2 separate regions of the Anas platyrhynchos genome follow, and region 1 is linked to region 2. The links are chromatin contacts, called in public Hi-C maps. All regions are on one chromosome and are shown on one strand. Each heading gives the region's core, a stretch centred on a gene start, on an enhancer-like site or on the middle of the called end of the contact. The rest is flanking DNA. Distances are from core to core; before and after follow the strand shown.

Region 1 (5,229 bases), core at 1,717-4,216, 34 kb after region 2:
TGCTATTGCTTGGTATTTGCACAATACAAGCCAAAGACTAACAACTGAACACGTCTTCAGTTTAAAATGGTGCATTTGTTACAATTTCCCCATCTGATTTAGGAGCATGCTGATAGAAAAATGCCTAATAGTTTAAAATTACTGATCATTGGCATTGCTGTTCCTAGTTTTCCATTCATTTCTGAACTGCAATAGGCACAGTTACTACTGTACAAATACCACAAAAAGAGCTGTCTGAAATTGCATTTCCTTCTGCTGCAGCCTTGGTTTTGTTTTTAAAAGTCTGAATGATGTGGTAGGTTTGAAATGTTAAAGGAAAGTATCCTGATAGTCCAGGACAAAGTCACCAATTTTGCAAGGGCAGTTATTACAGTAGGGAGTAGCTGCTGATGGTGTCCAAACTGATAGTGTATCAGCTTAATCGTGGGATTCAGGATTAAGATGATGCCCACACCAGTCTTGGTGCAATTCCTACTCATCAAAATCATTAGTATAGACTGTGGCCCCTATGAACACTTCTAATAGTTGTAGAAAATGTTTCTACAACTGCCCATTCCCCACCCCAACCCCCTAGTCCAGCCTAATGTTTTATTTTCTTGATAACTTGTTTTCCTAACCTGTTTCTATTCATTTAAAACATAAAACATATGGTAAAGATTCTGTTTCTCATACTTCCTGTGCAATGAAAATCTAGCACACAAAATTTAATTATACTTATTAATATTTGCTAAATACCACTGCAGAGATTTCTGGCTGCTGAGTTTGTGATTAGTATTTGTATAAACTGAAAGAGGCGTTATCCCCACCCATCCTGCATTGTAATTCAGGCCTTGCATAATCCCCGCCCAAATGCCTATTTTCAACCACACAGCTCATTACTTTTTCTGAATCACATATGGAAGCCACACCTGTGATTGCTCATAGACTGTTGCTCTACTATTTATATATTGGTGTGCACCTTGATCCTAGTTGTGGTTAATTTTGGAAAAGGTGTTTTATATTCCGTATTTTAAGTGGTGTGCCACTGAAACATGGTAATTATTACTGCTATTCATTTCCTTACAAAGTGATTCAGAAGAAGAGTAGCTTCTCTGTTTAAAACCTGCAGCTTCTTTCTCAAGGTCACCCACCTTTATGACTGAATCCACAGTGAAGAGTGCAAATATACTGACATGAAATGTCAGAGAGAAAAAAAAAAAAACATGCCAAATTACCCCACCATCACCACCCTGAATCTACTCAAGGGTGCTAAGTGTTTTATCATGATGCCTGAAAACTTTGAGGCCCTCAATGCACAAAGTCTCTGGATTGAGCATAGGATACATGATCCTGACCCCAAAGAATGATCTATCCACCATCTACCCTGGTGACAGAGATGTGTATTCCTGTTACCTAAATAATTTATTTTGCCTTTAAAAATGTTTATTATTCTCACAGCAACTTGAAGGGCAGGGTCAGCATTACCAAGTACCTTTCTGGAAAGCAACAGGAACGTATGACCAACTCTACATACTTAGTCTTCAGGCCTAAAGTCCTCAGGAAAATTACACCTTTCAGAGAAGTCCCTGCTAAAAGACCACTTCATTTCATGCCACATTGTGTCCAGCTGTTGCATGGCAAGACAGCAGGTGGACCTTTGGGAGGATATGTGTTGTCCTCTACTGGCTGTTGAGCAAGGTCCAGAGGAAACCCAAGACACATACTAGGTTGCACCTGGTGACTTCATTTGTCATCTATCATTGACAAGTTACTCAAGTAGCTTTCCTGCATCCTGGCTGCACACCCCTGCACTTAGAGCTCAAGCAATTTTGAATTGGCATTGTATTATTATGATGCAGACTCTACATCACTTCAGTGCACCAATACGCACGTGGCAATGCAGAGGCTTCTAACAACTCAGGGCGGAGCTGAGAACACACGTGCACACCCTGACAGATACTGTGGCTCATTAGATTAAAAATAGCCCGAACTGCTTTTGCTTAGGGGCAGGGGAATGTCTTCTCACAGAGTCTTGTCTCATCATGTTTTAAGATTAAAAATAATAATAATTTAAAAAATGGAGTGGTCATTTAATTAAAAGCCACAGGGACAGACAGCCCTGTCTAAGATACGAGCTTTTAAAAACAGATGGCAGTGAAGTGAGTGATAGGTGAGTTCCTGCCTTTTACATAGGCTGATGGAGGACTGACATGGGGCTCTAAGACTGAGGAGCTAGCCTGAAGCAAGGATGAGCTGTTTAGCACCTAGCTTCAAGTTCAACAACTTAATGCTAGAGTTTTGTTAAAGACTGAGTCTAAACATCCATGTTTCTTTGGGGTGAGGAGACAGATGCAGTTTTCTCCTATAGGTTTTTTTCGTCATATGATGCCCTGTGCTGGATGTACCCCATCGCTCCCCAGTCAACCGGAGGCCCAGACTGCCTCTTTAGGGAGATAGACAGCAATGCAATCATAGCTTTAGATAACACTACAAGGCACACAGAAGTAAGCTCAAGATTGCTCAGTCTCTCAAGCTGCTGGTCAAGGGTGTTCTGGACCTACTGCCTCTCTCAGGTCATACTTCTCCTGTCATATGAGCCTAACTGGACAAACTTTTAATCAAAATCAGTCTCCCTGATAAGGCAGGATGCTACTGCATGCCTGGAGCAGTAAAATAAGTAAAGCTGCTGTGTTATAAGCAGTCCAGTTTACAATTTACAGCTTACAAAGCCTGAGCTTTACACTGGGAAATTCAGTGCAACATAACTGACATTCTAAAGCAACACGACAAGATGCAGGCGGTCCTGCTGGCTACAGCCCTGCAGATTCAGAAAAGCCGATATTCCCTCTACAACTGTTGCGCGCAAAGAAAACCACAAGCGGCCACGACCCTTCCACTGAGAACTAGAGGCCAAGGCCTGCCTCCTGGTTGCAGACACACACACTCGAGGAAATTCCTGCTGCCAACAGCACCTCCCCAGCGCGTTAAAGCCACGGGGGTGCCGCGGGCCGGGCCCCCCCAAGCCCCGCACGGGGGCGCGATAACGCTGCCGGCGGGGCCCGGACCCGGCGTTCAGGCTTCCCCTAAGGCGCCCCCTGCCGCTACGCTTTTCTTTATTATTTTAAGGTTTTCAATGCTCTGTAGTCCCCAGTGAAGGAAAAAAAAAAAAAAACACAGCACCAACCCTGTTCTCCTCCCATCCCCGTTGGATCTCCCCTGTCCGTGGTGTGTAGGTTCCCATCCTCCGACTGGCCTTGGACACCTCGTATTTCTGCCCCAAGAGATTTATGTGAAAGCTAATAGCAAAGCTCGTAGAGGATCTCAGAATTGCATTATTCCTGGTTTCCTTCTTGAGCAGCAGTGTTTTCTACTCTTACTCTCACTGAACTCACACCTCCAGGCTTACTTCATTGCTCACTTTTTTTTTTGATGACTCCTGTGCTATGTTTACAACCCCTTGGTCTTTGGCATCACCCATACCAACTTAAAATCATTCCTTGATTTTTAGGTGCTCTGTCACCCTCACAATAAAGAAGTGCCCTCATACATTCAGACGGAATTTCCTGTGCTTCACTTTGTGCCCACTCCTGTCCTGTCACCACTGGGCACAAAAATAAAATACTAAATGCTTGGTAATAAAATATTTCTGGAAGCCTAAATGCAATACAAGCATGGAAATATTTTCCTTCTACTGCTATAAAGTGCTACAGTCCAGAAATGCACAGCTTTTCCTGTATTCTGAATCATGCCCATTTACAAAACAAATGGTTATTCCAGGTTCCAGAAGAATCTCTCCATAATTCAGTTTACATTTGCATGGCAATACCAGTTAGACATGTAGATGTAATGAACAAGCCTGTCCAGTCTTAAACAGATTGCAATTTTTGCTTATTTTGAGCGTATTTCAAAGCTAGTGACAATATGAAAGCTTTTCTGAACAAACTGGAGGAAGAGCATATAGCTAAAGGAGTTCTCCCAGTAAATACTAACACTACAGAGACACTGGTTAATTCTAAGCATGCAAAAGTACCTATGTATTCCATTATCAAAATGCAGTAAACGAGAAGCAACTTGTACTTGTTTTCCCTTAAAATTACCAATCGTAAAGGAACCGATGCAGTCATTTTCTGAAGTTCAGACTACACTTCAGATGTATGCAAAACCGAGTCTCTAGACGCTGTGGCAAATTCAGAGTTCACTGAGGTGTCATTAAGCATTATTGCTGTCAGTCAGAATATAGTTACTTGGTACATGAAAGGTAATAGACAAAAATCGTTCCCAAATTCTTAATTCTCATGGAAATATGTCTGTACTACTTCCTCTACAGAGCTATCCAACAACTCCTCTAAACCAGCATATGCTCACTTAAGCCAGGCTTGAAGCAAAATTTCATTTCCAAAAAGCAGAAAGAAGCACTGCTTCTGGTGGTAAACTGCTAAGTCCAAAACTTCGTATTTTATGTTGATGGTTAGCTGCCTAAACAGCTTGATGAATCCACAATCATTTAATTTAGAAAACAAAATCAAATGGTATCAATGGCATGGGCAAGCTCCTAGCTACAGGAACTGTAGGCTGCTTAATAAGAGAACATTCCCACTTACATGCTACATTAGAATTAGTTACATTCTGCATTAGAATGACGATTACCTATTGGCCTTATTTATATAATGCAAATTAAATAGTGTTTTCAACAAATTATAGGTTACGATTTAACAATTAATTTGGGCTCATACTTCAAAAGAACAATGTGAAATACTAGATAGAAATTGCTTTGAACAGTACATTGTTAGCCATGATGGTAAAAAGGTGCCACAGGTCTGGGATGGGAGAAAACACAAAGAAACACCACACAAGCAGAGTTGCTTCATTTTTATTTATCACTAAACATTTGTCCATGTGATTTTTAAATGCCATCCAAGAGATAAGATTATTAAAAGCTGGCTTCTTTTTAGTGATAAAGCTTTTTGCTAACAGGATCCAGGAACAAAGACCACTAGTTTGTAAGACGTCCCAATACAGGTGAGTACTGCTGCTAATTTCAACCGCAATTAAATGGGATTTACAACAGTGCATCTTTTTGTTATTCTACAAAGGATAAGATTCTCCTTCTGAAATTGTTCTAATCCCTGTCCCACACCAACTCTTCACTCTTTCAATACTAGGGGTGCCTTCACCTGTTCGGCCACTTCCTTCCCCATCAGTGTTTCAACAATGGCCAACCCAAACTCAAAGCTGGTACCAGGGCCACGG
Region 2 (5,303 bases), core at 584-3,083:
GCCTTCAACACTTAAAGGGAGTTAAAATTAATTCATCTCTAGACTGTCTTTCTACTTGTAACATTTACTTACAGGTACAGCAGACATTATTTTAAAGGCATAACAAGATGTTCTTATTAACTATATCTGGAAATATACAAGGGTCACTGGTAGTACGTGAGCAATATCCAAGTCTTCTGCAGCAGGAGATTATGCAGGCTTCAAAATTATGAAAGGTCATCACAAAGCACAGTTGAAGGATAGTATGAACTGGTAAACATGGAAGAAGTAAATGGACTACCTACCATCTGAGTCAGATGAACAGTAAGTTCAGGTAAATTTATCGCATTTTAAAATCATATAATGGTTTGGGTTGGAAGGGACCTTAAGGATCGTCTAATTCCACCCCCCTTGCCATGGTTAGGGACACCAAACTTGTGGTTTTATTTATGCTGAGAACCTTTTAAAGAGGCCTACCTCAGCTAGAAATGCACGGTCATGGCAGTGCTGTGAGCTCAAGGAAACCAGTTGGAAGAATTTCTTGTGTTTGTACAAGGAACACCTCTTAGCAATTCCACTCTGGAACCAAGACATCAGTACAAAAAAATTATGCCATATCCAATCTCCCACCAAGCCCCATGGCAGCTTTGAGGAGTTCAGCATTGCAAAATGATTTCCTATGCTATAAGCAAAATACTTTTGAAAGGAATCTGACTGTGGGCAATCCTCAACAACCCTGCTGCACACACAACACTTCCAGGGACCAAGAAACATACTGCCTTTATTTCTGCCTGAACGTAGGACTCACTAAATTAAAGGCTTGCCTTTCTTCCACTGTAGCTCCATTAGTGCTGCCAGTAAAGAGAATTTATGCAGAGAGAAAAGGGACTGACATTTCTTCTACAATAAGGCCAACTGCCTCAGCCTGCCACATTCAATTAAATGTTTACTTCTTCGTTTCACAACTCAACAGGAAGTGGAAGGTCAGAGAGGCCCCATTGCAGAACAAAGAACCTGTCATTTAACTATTCACCTCAGACCAAGATTCCAGTGGGAGACTACTGCTTTCCTTTCCAACCTCCCTTCCTCCAGGAAACAGACACGAGGTAGCAATTCTTCCACTCTGGTTTCATTCCCTAGAAGAAACTGATCCTAAAGATCCTAAAAGAGTAATATTGCCAACATTTGTTCACTAAAACTGGTTAATGGATAAAAAGTAATCTCTTGAAACTATCCTTAAAGACTATGTTTTTTTTGGCACGCTTGAAAATGACAGCTATAGCAAAGATCAAGTTGGAAGCGTGCAGAGCTTCCTGCAACAAAAAAACTTCTCTCTACTTGAAATAGTGAAGACTCTACCCAAATTCAGAGTGCTTCAGAAGCCTCATTTGCCAGCATGAAAGTAAAATAAAAACAACTGTTTTAATATGAAAAGGACTGTTATTCTTGACTTGTTAGGAATAGACAAGCTGTGGTTTCGCACTGAGTTGAGAAGCTATATATTCATTTGGAAAAGCCTAATTCACTCAGCCACCTAATCTGTTAAAAAATAAAATAAAATAAAACACCTCTTAATCCACACATTTTCTCTCCTTGTTCAACCAGCAACATGATGAGAGGAAGAAAAAAATAAATCACTGAATTTAGCCAGTGGAAAGATACACAGCAGTAATCAATATAATATTTTCAAGAGGAATATGCATACATCAAATAGAAATCATGCAAGTTTCAGCTAATTGAGTTCTGTGGTAAAATAAATGTGAAATATTGAGCCCTGGCATGAATGTTGCTCTGATGAAACTTTGACCACATTGCTTCTGATGATCTGCACAGCCAGTTACAGGGACACAGCCTTGGATGAGCTGAGTCATACCCCTGCAACACCCCTTTCTCTTCAGTGACTACCAAGAAAACCGACAGCCAGCTCCAAAGCAGAACTCTACTTGGACAGGCAAATCCACCCTGCTGTCTCTTCCTAAGCACAACATGCAGTTCACAGATAAATCAATGACCACAGGGCTCTAAGAGGCTGCTGTCTCTAAAGTCTGGGAAATTTCATCTTCTTCAAAGGCCATAACTTCAAAACCACAAAATAAGACCTTTTCCTGCATACACAGGGAAATCACAAAACTGAGTAAAAACAAAGCAAAAACCCAAACAGAAAACAAAACACTGCTGACTGAGCAGACAGATGTTAATCAAACCTTCCACCCTCAGAGCTTTTTACATATAAAGGAAGCAATACTTGTTCTGGAGGTGGTTAAAAGCATGGGAGCCCCATTCAAACTGGAAATTAACCTGTACACCTTTCTGACATTGCAAATGTGTATTCAAGTCTTGGTATCATTAAAGAAGCTAAATAAATAAATAAAAATGTACCACTGACCTAAGACAGCAACAGGATTAGGCATATGCCTGGAAAAACACAGACTTCTTGAGGACTATGCAGTTTATAACTAGCTAGACACATAACTCAGTGACGCACTAAAGAGCCTTGGACACAGCTCAGAAATCTCTGTCACAAAACTGACCAGGACATGTGTGGGTCAGATATTCTGGCCACAAGTACTCTCCTTATCACTGGATTTGACCTTTGTAAATCACAGCAATCCATACAAGCAGGACTCCTCTAGGTAATGAGGCAAAGCTCAGCTTTTTGCTGTTTTTTTTTCATTCCCAAGTCAATATAACCACACGAGCAAAGAAAACATGGGATACAAACTACCTTGTAACCCCATAATGTCCTGTTCAAACAGCATTTTTAAGCTGTTCGGAGACTGAAATACCACCACCGATACTCACAAATGGATAATACAATACAGCGTGCCTTAAAAATAACATTGCATTCAGTTTTAATTCCACTGAATTAATCCGTTTTACAAAATGGGAAACGGATGCAAAAGGGCTATTACTGTACTATATTTCTAATCTTGTATTATGTAAAAAAGGTACTGACCTTCCGTCACACAAATAATGCAAATGGACTTAGAGTTGACATTGTATGCATAGTGTCACCCTAAGATCACGTACAGCACTAAAGATCTCATTTTCCTTCAGACTGAGTCAGAAGAGATCTCTCTCGCACACAAAATCTGTCAGGCAGATTTCTTTCTTGGAATGTTGGACAACTGCCATGTTACTTAAGAATTGCACACTATTCAGTCTCTTGGCTAACACAGAATTTGAATAGAAATAACCACAGTGGTTTGTTTTGTTTGCTTGTTTTGTTTTAAGCACTTACCATCATATTTTGTTCTTAAAAAAAAAATCAAAAAGCCAAGCTCCCTGCTTTAGATACTTATGTCTACTTGTGTGTTTCACTTGGCTGACTGTACCTACAGCTTTTTGGAGCTGAATCATTACAGCTTGATCGCACCAAGTAAATGATAATGACTCAGTCTCATGCAAACAAGCGGGAAAAAAAATATTTAGAAGAGCCTCACTGAGGTAAGTGGGCTGTGCTCCAGTAGGACACTGCTCCTCATCTTTAAAACCTTCTTGGAAGGGAAAATTGAGAACATTCAGCAGCAGCAGAACAGAACAAACATCAACTGTATTTTGCATAGAGCTTGAAAAAACTCCGTTTCTGCAGAGTACAGAGTGCTCATTTTGTGGTGCAGACTACATTAAAACGAAGACTACAGTAAGGACACTTCTATCCCTCTGTAACAGTCAGCACAGCAATTCAGGCTGTAATGCAAAACCTAATCTAATATAGCATATGTATGTTGAAAAAGAAAACAAAAATTTGTGTTGGAAGGGACAAAGATCATCTAATTGCAACAACATGAACCATCATCACCCTGTTCCAAGGAGCACACACAAACCATTCCCATCCTTCCTGATGGCAAACTGCCTGCCTGAGCCTACGGAGGCCACAGGGACTCACTGAGTGCCTCATAAGAAATAAATCACCACCGCTGTGGTTTAACCCCAGCACATAGCTAAGCAACATACGGCCACTCACTCACTCTCCCCAGGTGGGATGGGGGAGGAAATCTGACAGGTGAAAGTGAGAAAACTCATGGGTTGAGATACAATATGCTAGGTAAAGCAAAACCTGCATGTGCAAGCAAAGCAAAGCAAAACAAGGAGTTCACTCCCTGCTTCCCACCGGCAGACAGGTAGGTAGGTATTCAGCCACTTCCAGGAAAGCAGGACTCATCGCACAGTTATTTCTTGGGAAGACGAATGTCATCATTCAAATTATTGATTACAAGGATGAAAGTTATCTACCATTTGTTAATAGCTAGCAAAGAATATGGGAAAATACTGTTAAAACGGAAGCTATACCTATAAAGTTCTTCTAGGCATGTCATGAGCTTGGTTTTTTTTCCATTCTTAGGATCTCACCTGAGCATGACTAAAACAATAGCGGCGTTAACCTGCTTTGTAGATGCTAAATACTGCCATAAGATTGAACATCACCCAGACAACATGTAATTCATAGACACGCACTACAGTCATTTTCTGCAATGCACATTTTAAGCAATCCAAATTTCATATTTCCTAGAACTTTACTCCTGTTCCGTCTTAATGCCTTTTCTTTACAGTAAATGGTTCATGACAATATGTGGGTGTAATCTGGAAATAAAAAACTCTTCCTCAGTCACAAATATGCTATGTGCTGAGAAATTCACTTCATTACTCATGCATTCCCAGAAGAGACTAGATGGACTTGGGCACAACTATAAAACAGACTCTCTATTAGTTTTTATATGGGGATTATTTCTTATCAGCAGGAAGGGAAGCTTTATCTGTCATAATCCATCAAGAGGACGATGTGGCCCCTGGCATGACCAAATCATAGTAAAACTACTCTTGAATAAACTTTCAGATTGTAAAAACATGTTTGTGAATCTCAGCACAAGGACATAGTGCTCTAAATTCTTATATTTATGGGATCTAGGTTCATCCTATTACACTGATTCATGCATAGCACTACATTTTCAACCATCTTTAGTAACCAGCGTGACGGCAGTAAACTGATCCTCTTGATAATACCTGGTGTTTAACAAAATCTGTTAGCCAAATCTGGTTACACTTCTTTGGCATGAACCACTAGAGAAGGCCTGTTTTAAAAGGTAGCTGCTACAACTGCAGCCACATATAAGGGATTAGCAATACCTTTCCAATGGAACTTTGTACCCTCACAGGCATGTGAGGGCAAAATTAGCTGAGAAGATGCAATGCGAGTCAAAGTACAAGTTATGACAAAAATAAATAAATAAATGAATCTTGTCAATCAGCTCCTCAGATATGAAACTGCTTCTAGGAAAGCTGTCTCAGGATTTATGGTTTGTATGCAACCAGTAGCCCAGAGC

The links. Hi-C and Micro-C count contacts between places; a contact is called where the count stands out from the background.
Region 1: a contact with region 2 is called in a Hi-C map of F1 follicle, with 1.7 times the contacts expected there. The contact joins two enhancer-like sites. A contact is called at or near these places in 5 of 8 Hi-C or Micro-C datasets (F1 follicle, liver, skeletal muscle and 1 more).

The regions. Positions count from the first base shown.
Region 1 is chr22:2,364,290-2,369,518 of IASCAAS_PekinDuck_T2T, forward strand. It overlaps PARK7 (Parkinsonism associated deglycase), which reads right to left. Exons shown (of 7, transcript XM_027443417.3): 7 at 4,834-5,229. The coding sequence ends at 5,124. Among named protein-coding and RNA genes, the nearest start is that of PARK7, 9.8 kb to the right of the region's middle. Within about 2 kb of position 2,967, at least 3 of the 8 cell types and tissues checked have an H3K27ac peak or open chromatin away from gene starts, as enhancers often do. A contact at or near this core is called in F1 follicle, where this site is marked.
Region 2 is chr22:2,331,223-2,336,525 of IASCAAS_PekinDuck_T2T, forward strand. The region is part of intron 1 of SLC45A1 (solute carrier family 45 member 1); the gene reads right to left. Among named protein-coding and RNA genes, the nearest start is that of SLC45A1, 19 kb to the right of the region's middle. Within about 2 kb of position 1,834, at least 7 of the 8 cell types and tissues checked have an H3K27ac peak or open chromatin away from gene starts, as enhancers often do. A contact at or near this core is called in F1 follicle, where this site is marked.